3 separate regions of the Mus musculus genome follow, and all the other regions are linked to region 2. The links are chromatin contacts, called in public promoter capture Hi-C maps. All regions are on one chromosome and are shown on one strand. The core of a region is the stretch at or near the end of the contact, and the rest is flanking DNA. Distances in the headings are between cores, read along the strand shown. Region 1 holds the start of Piezo1 (piezo-type mechanosensitive ion channel component 1). Region 2 holds the start of 1190005I06Rik (RIKEN cDNA 1190005I06 gene). Region 3 holds the start of Zcchc14 (zinc finger, CCHC domain containing 14).

What was found. Promoter capture Hi-C pulls out the DNA fragments that hold promoters and counts their contacts.
Region 1: a promoter capture Hi-C map of liver shows a contact between it and region 2, with 4 times the contacts expected there. The contact joins the promoter of Piezo1 here to the promoter of 1190005I06Rik in region 2. A contact is called at or near these places in 2 of 39 promoter capture datasets (hippocampal neurons and liver).
Region 3: a promoter capture Hi-C map of liver shows a contact between it and region 2, with 4 times the contacts expected there. The contact joins the promoter of Zcchc14 here to the promoter of 1190005I06Rik in region 2. A contact is called at or near these places in 6 of 39 promoter capture datasets (the C10 cell line, embryonic stem cells, frontonasal cranial neural crest and 3 more) and 1 of 115 datasets of contacts at active chromatin or transcription factors (pancreatic cancer cells).

Annotation. Positions count from the first base shown.
Region 1 is chr8:122,549,419-122,552,936 of GRCm38.p6, forward strand. Piezo1 (piezo-type mechanosensitive ion channel component 1) reads right to left here and starts at 1,911. Exons shown (of 51, transcript NM_001357349.1): 1 at 1,557-1,911. The coding sequence starts at 1,620.
Region 2 is chr8:120,633,105-120,637,000 of GRCm38.p6, forward strand. It overlaps 1190005I06Rik (RIKEN cDNA 1190005I06 gene), which reads right to left and starts at 1,286. Exons shown (of 4, transcript NM_197988.3): 1 at 1,164-1,286. The coding sequence starts at 1,250. All of the region lies in intron 1 of Gm27021 (predicted gene, 27021), which reads right to left.
Region 3 is chr8:121,650,330-121,654,022 of GRCm38.p6, forward strand. It overlaps Zcchc14 (zinc finger, CCHC domain containing 14), which reads right to left and starts at 1,604. Exons shown (of 13, transcript NM_080855.2): 1 at 1,396-1,604. The coding sequence starts at 1,572.

The sequences.
Region 1 (3,518 bases), core at 661-3,160, 1.9 Mb after region 2:
AGACTGATCCTTGGAGGGTAAGGATAAATTCTAGCTAGTAGCACTGCTGTCCACGAGCTAAGAAATGATTTTGCATTTTTTTTTAACTGCTGGAAAAAAATATCAGAGTATTTCATGATGTGAAAGCATTCACCATCTGGCCTGTCAGAGAAAAGTCTGCCGGTTTTGTTTAAGCACGGCCCTTGTCTGTGAAAGAGGACCTCTTCCATGAAGATGGAGAAGCCTTTCTCTGCACACAACAGGACCACCTCTTCCCTGCCCTGCCCTCCTTGTTCCCAAGTGTTGACAGTCAGTGAAGGAGCCTGAGAAGCAGCTCTTGTTGAATCTTTAAGAAGGGTACCCGTCTTCTACATTCTCATCCACCCATTCTGCTTATATTTACAGTCTGACCGTCTACAGGCCAGCGAGGAAAAGAAGCCACAAATGTGGGCCCTAGACCTTGGCTCTCCTAAGTCCGGGCTGAGCTGAGGACAGTATCCGCTGGCCCCTCCTTTCAGAGCTCAATGGTTTTCATTGATTCCTGCCTTGAAAAATCCCCCCCACCCCCCCACCCCGGTCTCACCACATTTTGGTCCTACAAATCAAAACTTGGCCTGTGTGGAAGTCATTGCCCGGGTTGCCTGACACCCCCCGGAGCCTGTTCCTGAAACAGGGTGCACAAGCAGTGTCCGTGGAGAGATGGAGGGAATCACGCACAACCCCCCCACCTCCAACAGATGGACTTCCACGAGGCAGACCAACTTTCACAGTGGGTACACTGACTCTCTGTGGGCTAATTTAATCAGACCCCGAGGAAGGTCACATGTGGAGGGGTGCTGACTGCTTCAGGAGGTGTAAGGGGGTGAGCAGCTGGGCAAGGTGCCCTGGGTGAGGCTGGGAGGGCGGCAATGGAGCCCAGCACCTATGACACCAAAAGAGAGAAGCTCTTTGCAAGAAAGGGACGTATGCCAAGGTAGGGGATCTCCAGTTCTGACATCAGGCAGAGCCTCCTGGGGCGCCCTGTGCCCCAGTCCCTCTGGAAGGTAACCAAGTAGGGCACAAGGAAGACAGGAGCTTAGCATTGGACAGACAACCTCGGAACTGAGACTAAGAACTGCGCCTAGGGCTGGAACATTAGTTCTGGTAGGAAATTTCTGACTTGAAAAGCTCCAGGCAGAACGCCACCTTCTCCCAGATTGGTCAGGAAGTCATGATGCAAGTTTGATTTTTTTCTTTCTTTCTTTCTTTTTTCTTAACTACGAAAGAGAATAGAAAGTCGCGCTCCCCTCACAGCTCAGACACTAACAGCCCCTTGCCCGGGCCTCTCCTCCCAGCCCGCGTGGAGACGCCCAGCGCTATCTGGGGCTCTCGCGGACCCGCGCCTCGCCGTTGCCTGCCGTGCTTTCCACTCGGTGCCCGGGCCGGGCCCGCCGAGGCCGCCAGCGCGCTCACGCCTCTGGAATGCGAGCGCCCTGGGCCGCGAGTCCCGCGGAATCTCCTCGCCTATGCTCGCCCGCCGGGGCGGCGCGGCGCAGGGGGACGCGGACGCAGCCTTCCCGCCCGCGCCCTCCACTCACCCGCCAGGAGCGTGCAGGGCAGCAACAGCCAGTAGAGCCCGGCGCCCAGCACGTGCGGCTCCATGCCCCGCGGCCGGGGGACCGCCCGGGGTCGCGCCGCCGTGGCTAAAGGGAGGTGCGAGGGCCGGAGGAACCGCGCGCCATGGCACTCTGGGCGGGTCTCCGCACGTGCGGCGCGCGGCTGCTGTGACCTCCCGCCGGCCTCGATCTCGGGTCGCCGGCCGGCCCGGCCGCGCCCTCTGGTTCCCGACGGCCGGATCCCGCGCACGCTGGGTTGTCAGCCCGCCCGGCTCGGAACTCACGGCGGCTCGTGGAGGCCGAGCTGGGCCGGACGGCGACGCGGCGGCTCTCTCCCTGCTCCCGCCTGCGGGCCTTTATAAGCTCGGCCCCCGCCCTCCCTGGAGTGCCCGCCTCCGCGCTTCCCCCGACGGCCAGGCGCGCCCAGGCACCCCCTCGCTGCCCAGCGCAGTCTGCTCGAGCGCCGGCCCTACTAGCCTGGCTGGTGCCGGTGACCCGGAGACCTCGACCCGCGCGCCCCCCAAACCCTCCTTCAGCCCAGCGCAGTTACTCGCACTGTGCCCGTGGGGCGCTTCTCCCTGGGGCTCCGGGGCCTGGGACCCGGGGTGGGGGCAATACAAGAAGACTCCCAAAGACCTGACCCACTTAGTACCCACGCGCAACTGCGCCCCTCGTGGTTGGAGCAACTTTCGCTTTGTTCCCCAAGCCGTGATGGCGCAGCGCCCTCTGGGGGCTGTCAGAGTCCCTAACTGTGGCACTGGCGGCCACGCTGGCTAGGCCTTGGTGGTTGGGGTGGAGAGACACCTTACTGCTGTGGCATCAGACAGCTGCATCCCACTGTGGTCTGCGTTGGGGCTTTGGGACTGCTTCCAGTCACACCTGCCCCCACTGTGTGGCTTGGCTTTAGTCAGTGTGCTACAGACAGTAGCAAAAGCTGACAGAGCACCTGCTGTCCCATTGGTGGCCAGACAAGGTCTGAGTCCGGCACGTGCCCGGTACCTCACCCAAGCCGCCTTGGTTTGGCTCAGTCTTCCGTATTAAGGTGGATAGGAAAGACGAAATGAAAAGGGGTCAAGAACGGCACAGTTGGACCAAGTTCAGGATGCACTGGGAAATGAGTAGCATTAGGGGCAGAGGCTTAACCGGGAGCGGTGATGATGTGACCCTTTTGAGCCTCAAGGCACCAGCAGGCTAAAGTCAATCACACTTCAGAACCTTCAATTTTCCAGAACCACCAGAAATGCAGGCTTTCCCTGGACATATAGTATTTAAACTGCCTAGCTTGGTCTCCAAGACTCACCTCTAGTCTGACTCTGAAGGGGTGCTGCTAAGACACGGGAAGGTTCAGAAATTCATTCAGACCTGCTCCTTGAGCAGCAGTTCTCAACCTGTGGGTCGTGACAGCTATGGGCCTTGAACGACCCTTTCATAGGGGTTGCATAATAGATATCCTACATAACAGCTATTTACATTATGATTCATAAGAGTAGCAAAATTATAGGCCGGGCGTGGCCTTTAATCCCAGCCCTCGGGAGGCAGAGGCAGGCAGATTTCTGAGTTCGAGGCCAGCCTGGTCTACAAAGTGAGTTCCAGGACAGCCAGGGCTACACAGAGAAACCCTGTCTCAAAAAAAAAAAAAAAAAAAAAAAAGAAGTAGCAAAATTATAGTTATAGCAACAAAATAATTTTATGGTCAAGGGTCACCACAACATGAAGTGTCTTAAGGAATATTAATTAATTAATTATTAATTAATAATAAATAAAAATAATTAATAATAAATAAATAAGCAATATTAGAAATTAATTAAGCAATATTAGGAAGGTTGAGAACCACTGTCCCAAAGGAACTGAAATGTTTATGTCTCACAACCATTGAAGTAGTTGTAGGGTAAAAACAGAAAGGAACAAACAGGGGAACTCTCAAAAAAACTAAACTGTATCCTA
Region 2 (3,896 bases), core at 36-2,535:
CAGGCCAACTGCTGGCTAAGCACTCACATCTCCGCGTCCTCAGCCCAGGAGGACGAGTTGCTTTGTAAGTGACCTACACCTCCCTAGGGGACGCACACTCCGGCCTGGTGTGTGCCCACCAGCTGAGGCCTTCCAGGGACAGATTAGACACAGCTTTCCACGGCCTTGGGGCTGGTGGAGGGATTAAGTCTTTCCATAAATATACAGCCTTTCTCCTGTGCAGAGGACCCGGACCTGAGGGAGGGGGGACCACGAAGGGGACCAAGCTACATTGTGTCCTGACTAGGAAAGGGATCTGGATAGGCAAGAGGTGCTTTCAGCTGCTAGCACAACCAGAGAGGTGTCTCAGGCTGGAGAGAGACATCAGAATCTGCCACACAGGAGAAGCCGTCTGGGACTCAGTTTCCTTGTCTGTAAAACAGGGCGTGTTCTAACATTTCTCTACTCTCTCGGGAACGACTCCTACATTGCGCTGCACCGTTCTCTTGGCAAAGGCCAGAAGTCCTTCCTGCCCTCAGAGTCCCCAAGGGGAGCTGCGGGTCCTCTTTTTAATAAGCGCCCTCCCCAGATCTGCCAGGGCCAGCCCTGCCAAGAGAAGTGCCTGCTTCGAGCGGGTCGCCCTTTGCGGTCGCGAAGCTGCTTTGATGTACTGGGCGCCCCTAAGCGAGGCAGCTCATCAATAATACATTGGAAACACTTGGTGGAGGGAAGCGGTTCCTCCCGAGGCCTCCTGCCCCCACCTTGCCCGACTGCTCGGCAACCTGACAACCCAGCCGGGTGCAAAGAGGGGCCTGAGGCTGCCACGCGCGGGACACGCCCCCGCCCGATGTCAGACACGCGGCCAGAGGAGGCCGAGCTGATCAGCGAAGTCTGCAGGAAGTTGTGGGACGCCAGGGTCCAAAGGGTCCCCCATCACTCTGGAGTCCCCACCACCTTGGGGTCTCCACAGGCCACCCCTCCCCCGTCTCCACCCCACCCCATGCTCCCTACCCTCCCGGGTTCCCCAACCCGGGTCTCCACCGTCTCGGATTCCCCACCTCGGGGTCCCCTTGGTCCCAGATCTCCACGATCCTGGGGTCCCTCGTCCTGGGTCCCTATCCCAGGTCGCCAAAACCCAGGTCCCGGTGCGTCCGCCGTGGCGCGCACGGCGCGCGCACACTCACCGCTTCCTGGGGCGCGCTGGGCGCGGACGCTGGCGGCCGTGAGGGACACCAGGCGACGCGCTTGCAGCCGTGGGCCGCGGGGGTCATGGCCCGGCCTGCTCTGCCTGCAGCCGCGCTTGCCTCGGCCCCCGCCCGGCACCTGGAGGGCGGCGCCGCCCGGGCCGCTCCGCCCCGCAGCCCGCCCAGGGCTCAGCCACAACCCCTGCCGCCGCGCCTCCCTGCCCGCCTCCCCCACCGCAGCCGCGCTCCCGGCACCGGGCAAAGTTTGGGCATCGGCCGGCTGTCCCCGGTTCTGTGGAAGGAAATGGGGAGCCCGGCTCCGCCTCCTGTGCAGAGACGCAGAGGTAACGCCCCCGGCTCGTCGCTGCAGTTGGGAGGTTCAGGTGGCATTGTGACTCCCGGGCTTCCCCGCTGCTGGGTTCTGGCATTTTGACTGGCCACGTGCCCCCGCCTGTCACAGCTGGCAGAGGACCTGAGGGTGAAGACTCAGAGGCCTCGGGCTGCCGCCTCCCCACTCCCTATATCATGATTACTTTTGTATTATTTGAGATAGGGCCTCTTGTAGCCCACACAAGGCTGCCCTTGAACCCCTGATCCTCTGACCTCTATCTCCTAAGTGCTAGGATTACAAGCTTGGGGCCAATGCCTAGCCACCTTTATTTTTATGTTTTTGATGTCATGGCTTCCCCGTACCCCTCCTCCATACATCCAGCAAGTATCCACCACTGAGCCATACACCCACACCCTTTCAATACCCAGGTGTGGCTTCCAGCCCTGTCTCTTTTTCTTTTCTTTTCTTTTCTTTTTTTGGTTTTTCGAGACAGAGTTTCTCTGTATAGCCCTGGCTGTCCTGGAACTCACTTTGAAGACCAGGCTGGCTTCGAACTCAGAAATCTGCCTGCCTCTGCCTCCCGAGTGCTGGCCAGCCCTGTATCTTAATGGTTCTCTCATGGGACCCTCCTCAATGCCCCACGCACCTGCCTAGATCAATTCTTTGTCGCAAGTCTGTAGCGTGTGGCCACTCTACCAGCCTCAGGTCTCCGTACCCCCGGGCTGTGTATGTTTCTAATGACTATAAGGGGAAACTGAGTCCAGGGCAGGAAAGTGGAATTCCTGCGGTGGATACACAGGTACGATCCTACTATGAACCATCACTAAAGAAAAATGCAGTGACATTTCAGACCCTGGCTTTGTTAAGGCCACAGGGATAGGAGATGGATCAAATATTCTTCAGAATTCCAGCAGAAGTGGGTAGGATAGCCCATGTCCCACCTTCCCCAGGCAACATGGGGCCTGCCCTGGCTTGAGCCCCCAGGTCCTCGTGTGAAGTGGGCATTCCTGGGCCAGCACTTTGTGCCTGCCTGCCATGTCTGTCTCCAGGCATGAACCAGGATGGGCGGAAGTGTTTAGGAGCTGGAGCAGGGCGTTTGCTGTGGTCTCCAGCTTCACAACACAGCATGTTACATCACCTCCCCCAGCCGTGCCCCTTCTCTGGAACACAGAACAGATGCTTCCCATACATGTGTACACATATTTGATTAAAATTTTCCTCCCCTTAATTCCTAGTTTTCCTTAGGGGTTCCCTGGAACCTTCCAAAGGCTGATGACATGGCCTTTTTTTTTTTTTTTTAAAGATTTTATTTATTATATGTAGGTACATTGCAGCTGTCTTTAAGACACCAGAAGAGGGTGTCATATCTCACTCATGGTTGTGAGCCACCATGTGGTTGCTGGGATTTGAACCCAGGACCTCTGGAAGAGCAGTCAGTGTGGCTCAGCACTCAGCTGAGCCATCTCACCAGCCCTACATGGCCTTTTAACTGATCATTTCCTCCCATGAATCCCAACAGACTACTTCCTGAGCTGCCAATGGCCCTATGTCCAGATTCTGCCCTCTGGAGCAAAGGGGCAAGGTTGTCTCCTCTCATGGTGATTAAGGAGGTATGGGAGCCCTAGGAGATAGCAGCCAGAGTCTTTGAATTCCTCTTCTGGATGGCGAAGGACCTGGGCTAGCCAAATGCCGGTGCTGGTGGATGTCAGCCTGCCCCAGAAGTTGGGTTTGTTCTTTGTCACTAGTACTGATCTAATGCCAACACGGCAAGGGGCCTCAATGTCCCCATGTGCCTGTGACACCCCTCCGGGGTAGACAGTTATTCTCACGTATGGCTATTGTGGGAACCTTGGCTTAGAGGAGTCACAAGCACAGAACACGTTCAGCTTCTTGACTGACCATCTCCAGTTAGTCCTTGGCAAGAGAGCACCCATCATGGGTGTGGGTGTGGGTGTGTGTGTGGGGTGCATATGGGAGACGGGGCAATGCTCCTGTCACCTGTTGTTCTGAGGTGGGCGCTTCTCCATAGCCTCTGAGAACTTGGGGCTGAGCCTCTGAGCCATGGCTTCTATCTCCCTCCTTCTCCCCCAGTGAGGTCCTTCCCTGCTCCCCTGATGCTCTCCCGATGTTAGGAGCACAACACTACCTCTGCACTTACAATACCCTTACATGAGAGCCCCTGAATATTTGCCAGTTGCTCCCAGAGCAACAGCCTGCAGGAATCACTCAGGGAGCTCAGGACTGTGGCTGTGGGTGTGGCTCATTTGTAGGGTGCTTGCCGAACTTGCATGTACCCTTGGGTTCCATCACCAGAACCTGATAAACTGTGATCCCAGCTCTCTGGAGATGGAGGCAAGAGAGTCAGCCTGGGCTATATATCAAGTTCAAGGTCAGCCTGGGCT
Region 3 (3,693 bases), core at 354-2,853, 1.0 Mb after region 2:
GTTCTAGACACTTCTACTCTGAATTCACTGCCCTGTTAAAAACCAGTCCCCATCTCCTACAGAGCAACCCGGACCTGATGCGTCTGAGCTTCACTCACACAGGGGTCTGGCAGCCCAGGTTGGGAGACAGCAAGCTCCTGCTCGTGGATGAAACTAACCGCAGCTGAGGAGACCACAGAGAGGTGACAGCTGGCTGGCCTGAAGAACTTAACTTTCCTTGGGCCCTGCCTTTCTTGTTGACAGTTGCCTCGCATGCAAGAGGGAAGTGAGGTGGCAAAGTGTATGTATGTAAGAAAAAAGAAGAAGAAAAACCCAAAAAGCTAACCGAAGTCTCAGAGGCAAACGTCAGTGAAAAGATAAGACGCCACAGAAACCCATTCAGGAACCACAACCACTTCTTAGAGGAAGACATTAAAAAGAAGCCACAACTCAAGGTTCAAAGAGAGCTGAAAGAAAAACCGACGGAAGCCCCGACGACCTCACCTTGTTCACCTTGGACAGGGGAAGCTGAGTTAAGAGTTTAAACTTCAAAAGGCTCAGACTGTGGAGCAGCTGGGCAGGAGGCCCGGATGTGGCCTCTGACTACCAAGGACATGGTGTGGGACCTCAATGGCCCTTGGCACTGGTGAGCCTTTCTCTCACAAGAAACCTGGGTTCTTGGCTCCAGGGCTGCTGCCGGCCTCCAAAGGCCCAAATGCACACCGACTCCATCATCCACAACTCCGGGCTGCAGCTGAGAGGGATGGATACTAAAGAAATGAACTCCATCTGCTAGTCACCATGGCCCCCAACCACCCAGCCTTCAGCTTCCACGAGAACCACGTGCTTTACCAGTCCTCAAACATTCGGGCCACAGCTGGCATTTCTGAGTGGACAGTCAAGCTGCCCTTCCTGCCCAGCAAGCTGACATTATCATCCTAAGACCAGATCCCACCTCAGTGAGCTTGGGTTCTCCCCGATGGTGGATCACCACTGACAGCATACCCGCAGACCCGCTGAGGCTGCAAAGCCCCTGTCAAGAGCCAGGCTCTCCAGACAGACACGCTTAGCAGCGTGCACAACCCCCACGATCGCACACGCAGACACGGGTTCCTGTACATCGTACCCCTGCCATGCACGCCCGGGGACACCTGACCCAGACAGGCAGGTGGCAGGGCCCACCTGCGCCCAGGTTCCAGGTCGGTGCAAGTGGACATATCGTTGAGTGTTATGTCACCTAAGAACCGGGATTGACAGGACAAAGGCCTTCTCGTGTCCCCAGCCTGGGCCGTGACACCGAACACACAAAGGGGGCCGCGCGCTGACGCAGGCCTCCGGGTCCCTTAGTAGGTCATCTCCAGGCTGGCCGGTAAAGGACCCCAGCCGCGCTGCCCCACCGCGCGCGCTTGCGCTCACCTTGTGGCAAGCCGAGCAGGTGGGCAGCGCGCCGCTGGGCCCGGGCGCGCTCTTGCCACCGCCACCACCGCCGCCGCCGCCGCCACCGCCGCTGTTCAGGCTGCTCTGGATCTGTGTGAGCTCCTGGCGCAGCACCTGCTTCTGGTGGAAGCTGAAGGCCGGGTGGTTAGAGGCCATGGTGAAGAGCAGGAGGAACTCATCGCCCGTGCGACCCTCGTTGAGCTGCAGCCCGTAGTTGTGGATGATGGAGTCGGTGTGCGTGAGCGTGCGGTACAAGACGCCCGCCGCCTCGCGCTGCTCCGAGCCCAGCAGGGCCAGCGACACCAGCAGCTTGCTGCGCACCACCTCGTCCGTCAGGTTGGTGAGGCTGCCCAGGTCGGCCGGGTTGTTGGCCTTGATCTCCGAGTCGCGCAGCGAATGGTAGTCCTTGCGTGCCAAGTCCTCCAGGCACGAGCCGAGGAAGCGCAACTCGAGCGGGATGCACAGGTCCAGCAGGCCGCACAGGAACTCCACACGCTGCGGCGACGGCAGTTCAGAGAACCAGCGGTACACGCCGTCCCTCTGCAACGGGCAACGCTTCTCCACCATGCTGCCGCCCGCGCCGCGCCCGCCGCCGCCGCCGCCGCCGCCGCCGGGCCCGGGAGCAGCGCGCGGGCGGCCGGGGGGCGCGCAGGGCCGCGGCCGGGCGCCGGGCGAGGCCGCGCGCGCGCGAACGGGGCGCGGGCCGGGCGCGCGCGGGCCGGGGGAGCCGCCCGCCAGGGGCCCCGCGGCGGCCGGAGCCGGGGCCGCGGCCCGGGCGGCCGGGGACGGCGAGCGGCCTCGGGGCCGCCGCTCACGGGGAGGCGCCCTGCCCGCGCCCGTCCCCAGCGGCGGCCGGTGCGCGGCAGCGGCGGCGGCCGCTCCTCGTCGTCGTCGTCGTCGCCCGGGAGGCGGCCGCCCCCATCTCCCCGCGCGCCGCAGGGTCTGTCAGTGCGGGCCGCCCCCCGACGGAGCCGCCCCGGCCATGCCGCCTCCTGTGCTTGCGCCCAGGCCGGCCGTTACCCGCTGCGAGGCTGGGCGCGGCGCCCGGACGGGCCTGGCGCGGCGGAGGGATCCAGCGGGACCCGCGGACGGATCGCGGCCCGGGCCGTCGGAGCTGAGCAGAGCGCGCTCGCGAGCACGGGCAGCCGCGGCCAGCGGAGTGGGCGGGGTGGCCGCCTCTCGCGACAGCCCGGGCTGTCCGAGCCCGCCCCCCCACGCCAATTGGCCAGGCCGCCTGTCCTGCGCGACGGCTCGTTTCGGCAGCTCCGTAGGATTGGTCGAAGTCTAGGCGCCGCCTCAGAGATGGACTGTCGATCACGTCGGGTCCGCCTGTGCCCGCCCCCTGCGGACCGGCGCTAGGGGATTGGTCGGTGGGAATCGGCGTGGTGGAAAACTCGGGATGGAATTTTAGGCGCTTTTGTTCCCTCAGATTAGCCCGGAGCCTTGTTTTTTGGGCAAAGCCGGGCGTTGGGCCTCGGTGCTTTATTCATGAACGTGACGGCAAGGAGGCGGCGATGGGCCCAGAAGCACCACCGGCTCCGGACTTCCCTCTGATCTGCCCACCCGAGCTGTGTGACCTTGGGCGAATCGTGATTTCTCTCCGAGCCCCTTGCGCCTCCCGGGGAAGATGCGGGTAATAATACCCTCCCGGGGGGCTGCTGAGAGCTCACAGTGGGCGAGCACCTGCGTTTTTGAGGTGGCGGGACCGCCTAGGGCGAGGATGATGGGAGGAGCAAGCCTTCTTCCCTCCCCCACCCCAAGATCTACTTGCCAGGTCTGTCAGCTCGTTCTGTCAGCGGGCATCTCGGGCCCTGGAACCGAGAAAATGCAAACCCGCGGGCAGAGGCAGGGCTAAAGGACTGCCACCACCCTGGCTTTTGCTTGGCACCGGGATGCAATTGGGGGAAGGACAGGCGGGCCTCCTATCCCCTTCCAGTGCTTCGGATACAGGGCCCGCCTTGGGCAGACGGAGAAACTGAGGCCTGGGACAAGACGCCCCGCTCCCATTCCTAGATGGAGTCTTCTGACATCCTGGGGGTATAGGCCGATGTCCCTGGGCATCGAGTGTTGAGACCTGGACTAAGCTGAGCTCCCCTGCAGAGCCTGCAGCCAGGCCTTTGGAACTAGTAAATAGATCCTTCCAGTCTGGTCCAAGGTGCTGAAAACTCTCTCGGCGGCAGAACATTCCCGGCCTTGGAGCTCCCACCTTGAGCGGACGGTGCCTGCCAAGAGCTGGGAAACTGTTCCCTTGGCCCTGCCCACCTTCTTGAGCGCATT